Regions from separate parts of the Zea mays genome. Here region 1 is linked to region 2. The links are chromatin contacts, called in public Hi-C maps. All regions are on one chromosome and are shown on one strand. Each heading gives the region's core, a stretch centred on a gene start, on an enhancer-like site or on the middle of the called end of the contact. The rest is flanking DNA. Distances are from core to core; before and after follow the strand shown.

Region 1 (2,700 bases), core at 182-2,681, 190 kb after region 2:
GTCACAGCTATACCCACCATCGATTGGCAACCCATGCAGACAGGCGGCAGCCATTAACAAGGATTAAAAAAAACAGGGAGAAGATGAGACGGCCACGGCTTCTTCTACTAAGGTTTGCAGGAAGACGCGGTGTATATAAAGAGCGTGTGGTTCACGAAAGACGTAGACACGGTAAAGGCACAACGAAGAAGAGAGATCAACTACTCATGCAAGCACTGCGGTATTTAATTTAGGTTCTTAGGAACAAAAACACCAAGCACCAACTTTGTACATATTAATGGACGCCATGCACATGGTGATCGATCGGTCTATATAGAAAGACAGGCGGGTACTAGAGAGGTTGTGTGGTGTCCAAGCTACACACGGGATGCTACTAACTAGCTGCAGGCAAGGGCGAGGAATGGCAAGCCTTTCATGTGCTCGGGCGGACGGTGTTGTCCGTTCCGGCGCTCTGCCCGCCAAGCTGTTGCTGTGCGCCAGCTGCTGCTTCCCTACGGCGGCTCCAGTCGCGGACGGAGAGGTGCAGGTGCTTGCCTGCCGCCAGCATCTCCACCGCTTGCCGAGGCGTCAGGATCTCCGTCGCCAGCGCCCGCGCCGTCGCCATCCTCAGCTCGTCGGCCTCCACCAGCAGCCGCGACAGCGCGGCCTTGTAGCTGTCCAGCGCCGCGTCCACCTCGGCGTCCGCGGCTCCTAGCCGGGCCGCCCTGAGCCGCCGCCGCGCCGCGCCGTCGCAGCTTCCGCTGGCAGCAGCTGCAGCTCCCAACCGTGCCGCGGCAGCGAGCTCGCGCTGCCGCACGATGGGCAGGAGCGGGCGGTCGGCGATGTCCTCCTGCAGGGTGGCGAGCCGGTCCGACAGGGCGTTCTCCTGGTGCACCGTCCGGCTGTGGAGGTCGTTGATGAGCACCAGCTGAGCGGACGTGATCCCCAGGGCCCCGGTCGGGATGACGCCGTTGCTGAGGCCGCCGAGCAGCTCCTCCACCTGCGCCTCCAGGCCCTCCCCGGAGAGGTTGTAGAGCAGGCGGACGGTGAGCGAAGGGCGGCAGCCCCCGAGCCAGAGCACGGAGTTCTCGAAGGCGGTGCACCAGGGCGGGGCGAAGAAGGCGACGCCGTCCTCCCGCGACAGCGCGCGCCTGCGGGTGGCGTAGTCCTGGTACCCGAGCATGCACCGCTCCACCACGGTCCGCAGCTCGGCGTCCGTTGCCCGGCCCGCGGCGGCATTGGCCGACGCCGCCTCGAGCTCGGCGAGGCCTGCCTCCTGCCCGGCGATCCAGTGCCGGTAGCATGACTCGTACCGCGCCATGTCCATCCCGTCCGTCCAAGCCTCTGCAGTGTGAGGCCGTGACGAGAGAGTGGAGTAAGCACATGGCCTATATGTTCGCACTACATGTTGTATTCATGCACATATGCCTTTTTTGACCCTTTACCTCGTTTCAGTTTTCGGCAGGCCCTGTTGTGTGACTTGATCTGTCTCTATGGTTCCTCCGATTTTGCTTTTTTTTTTGTTTCTGCGGTATGTCACCAGACGGGGACGACGGAGCACGAGGCTTTCGATAGCGTGATGGTGATGTGCTGGTCGGCCGCGGATGCATGCGTGCGTGTAGAACCTATCTGATGTGGATCCCTATCGGATCACGGCGACGAAACTTTTGGGAAGCAAAAAGACACGGAAGGTGTCACGCAAGATTGGCCATGGAACGGCGCTTCCCCTCGGCCCGCGGCCCTGCGTTTAACCTTTTCCGTGGGCAGGTGTGAAGGGAATCGGAGGCCGGACCGCGGACGAGGAGATGGATGGTGCATCCTTGTGCGACGGAGAGCTCCCGGTGAGTCCAGTGCATCCTTTCGTTCGTGCGTACGCGTGCCATGGCTCCTTTGTGTGTACTGTCTTGTCGTTAGCGCCAGAAGCCCAGACTAGCTGACATTCATATGAGTTATCCGTATTCATATTTGTTTCCGAGACACTATCCACGTGATTGGTTCGTTTCACTGGTCCGCCTGGCTCGCATCAGTCAGCCAGGCTATATATAGCCTGATTGAGTGTATGCAAAGGTTTAGTGTTTGGTTACTTGGCTCAATTGAATCTGGCTGTATTGAGACAGCGTTTGGTTGTATGTATCAAAGCATGTACCAGTGAAGAATGCACAAATAAATCTTTAAATATTATATAACATATATGGTCTAGTTTTAATCGAAAAAATGTTAGGGACACAAATATAAAATTTGTTCGGTGATTAAATTTTTTAATTAGAAGATATAACAAAAAAACTAACTAAAAACATACCTCGGTATACGTGCCACTGCATGCACTGAGCCTGGCTGGGCGCGTACGCTCGCCGCGAGCTTCGCTCGGAAGCCTGGCTGCGGTCGCTTCTTTGCATGACTAGAGTTGGGATGCATAGAGAAGCTAACCAAACAAACACTGCTTTATAACTCCGCGGGTGCAGTTTCTCTATTCACCCAGTCTACCAAACATGCGGTATATGGATATCAAGTTTAGTGTTTTAAATTTAGTATAAATCCAATATATTTCTTGTTGTAAATTATTTTAATGATTTTACTTAATTATTTATTACTTTATACAAATTATCTATGTAATGTATAATTTCCTGATAAAAATTATATAAATAACGACTGATTAATTGATGTATTTAACTATCACATATTACATTGATAGATAAACTATTTTTTAGGAGTTATCATCGT
Region 2 (2,700 bases), core at 41-2,540:
TAATCTAGTTGACTATCATAGAAATTTACTTTCTTTTTCATTGCAATGACGCACAAGAGATCACAGTCCTTACTAAATTACTATATATAGCATCTTTGTGTAACATTAAAACCAGTTCAAGGTCAAGCAGACCAAAATGTAATAAGTCAGATATATCAAATCTAACTGCATAATACCCATATCAGACATGAACAAACTGTGTAACATTCTAACAGACCGTTTCCCCTCACGATCTCAAAATAACTGCTAGTTGATGGGGATGTGTACATGGCCAGTTGTAGTTAAGGCATATAAAGTGACATCATCATACATTTAACCACATGAATAACAATAATTCGAGGTATTCCATGATTCTGCTTGCTCATGGCCATCTATAGTAAGGGACAATTATGGCATGGGCGCATGGCTACTATGCATAATATTCACATGAAAGTAAATTGAATTACAAGCATGCATAGAAAGTAACATAAGAACAATTCAGATATCCTTAGTTAAATGACACATCTTTCTGCAAACTGGTTGGGCTAAGTTTATTTTGGTTGTATTGTAACTTAGCAACATACATATAACTTAGTATACATGGTCACAATTAGGAACTTACCCTCTGCAGCCTGAGCATCTGAGCCAAATCCGTATGTGTTGCTCGTGATCTCCCCATCCTACAAGCAATCCATACTAATAACATAAAACTAGGAAACCCAGCAGGTTACGAAAAGTATAACTGAACACATACTTCACCGATTCTACCTCCTGCTCGGGCGACATAGCCGTCTCGTCGTGCGCATAGTCCACGATTGCAAGCGCCCCGCGCCGCGGAGGGCGCGGCAGGTCTGCCGGCGGCGCGAAGAACGGTCCCCGTAGCGGGGAGGGGGACGACACTGCAAAGGGTGATGAAGAGCGCCGCGAGGGAAGTGGCGGAAGCAGCCCCCGCGCCGGGGAAGGGTGGGGACTCGCTAGGGTTTTGAGACTGGCCAATTCCTCGGGACGGGAAGGTGACGGAGGCGCCACAGAAGGGTTGGGGTCCTCGGCCCCGGCTTGAGGGGACAGCGGCGAGGAGGAGGTGACGGCGGCGGGAAGCGCTGGGAAAGGAGGGCTGGGCTCGTCGGCATCCTCCTCTTCCTCGTCGTCGTTGTACATCGAGAAGAGGGCGGCGATGCCCTCGGTATCGGACGCCATGCCAATGATGGAAACTGAGTACGAAGGGTTGGATTTGGGGACGAGGCGAGGCCCGAAACGGCGAGGAAGGAGGCGGAGGATTTTAGGTCGGCTCGCCCACTCGCCAAAGTTAGGCCCCGTTTCAATCTCACGAGATAAACTTTAGCTTCCTGCTAAACTTTAGCTATATGAATTGAAGTGCTAAAGTTTAGTTTCAATTACCACCATTAGCTCTCTTGTTTAGATTATAAATGGCTAAAAGTAGCTAAAAAAAAGCTGCTAAAGTTTATCTCGCGAGATTGGAACAGGGCCTTAGCTTAAGGGACGAGGCCGCGAGGGACTCATTTTTGTACTTCTGTTTATTGTATTAGTCGGTTACTCGTGTGTTGCGATGGCTCACAACAATACCCACATAAATTATCCACCAAAAAGATCTTAAAATTTTTTATTGGTTGTCTCCACTCTTCGCATAATATTTTTTATGAACACACGGGTATCATAGGCAGCAAATTAGAGACCTCCATCCCTCGCCTCCCCTACTTCCAAGGTTTCGTAGAGCATCAGGGGAAGGGAAGAGGCGGACATACCTGTTCGTTGCCGGAGAAGGACACGACGAAGACCTATGCATATGGAGGCGACATATGTAGTATACCATTAGATATATAGGAGAAAGCATGCACGCGGAGAAAGAAGCTCATCCGGAGCAGCTCCAAACCAAGAGGCACTCACACCAGACGTCAGTCCGAGAAGGGCGAGAGACTGCGAGTGTCTTCCCAGCCCTGGACCCATCGAAGCGACACAACACCACCACCAACTCAATAGCATATGTCGACTGCTGCCACGCTACGGGCCTTAGTTGTCCAATATACTCAGATCTGGACTCCTCATCGCTAAGATAACGTAAGTGTGGCAGGCGTCACCATGTCCTCCTCGACGGCACACACGGAGAAATGCCAAGAGCATGACCGACTTGCCCTGTACCCGCGTCGACGAGCGTCGGTCGGCTCGCGACTGCGACCATGGGCGGGGGCAGCAGGTTAGGGTGGAAGAATAGAGCGAAGGCAGGGAAGACGGACGGGATGTCCGACGATGGCGAAAACGATGGTGCGTGCATGATGTGAAACGTCCTCGTGGACGTGCAATAGTCACTGCGTGAGTTGGTGTCGAGGCTGGTGTCGGACCAATACGGGGAGGAGGCGCTTGTTCCTACGCCCTCTGCCGAGAATGGGGTGGCGCGGAGATGGAGGCATGAGGGGAGAGAGAAAAGAGGTAGAATGATGAACGAGGAGGTGGCAACTGAGGCGATGATCATCATTATCGTGCGGAGATATAAATGGTCAAATGGGTCATGTATGGCGAACCGGTCCGAGGCACGACCCATTTAATAGTGTCTGGACCAACCTGGCATGAGCGTCGTGCGGTGCTTGAGCCGTAGCCTTGGCCCGTAGTGCTGGTCCGGCCCGACACGATTTTTTTACAAAAAATCATATATACATATTTACAATTTATATTCAATATTATAAACACCTGAGTGTTCTATTGGTT

What was found. Hi-C and Micro-C count contacts between places; a contact is called where the count stands out from the background.
Region 1: a Hi-C map of bundle sheath shows a contact between it and region 2, with 4 times the contacts expected there. The contact joins the promoter of LOC111043195 here to the promoter of LOC100283832 in region 2. A contact is called at or near these places in 6 of 25 Hi-C or Micro-C datasets (bundle sheath, ear, leaf and 1 more).

The regions. Positions count from the first base shown.
Region 1 is chr3:200,707,413-200,710,112 of Zm-B73-REFERENCE-NAM-5.0, forward strand. It overlaps LOC111043195, which reads right to left and starts at 1,432. Exons shown (of 2, transcript NM_001354580.1): 1 at 1,425-1,432; 2 at 205-1,323. The coding sequence starts at 1,306. The coding sequence ends at 413.
Region 2 is chr3:200,513,936-200,516,635 of Zm-B73-REFERENCE-NAM-5.0, forward strand. LOC100283832 (transcription regulator) reads right to left here and starts at 1,291. Exons shown (of 8, transcript NR_181999.1): 1 at 734-1,291; 2 at 602-659.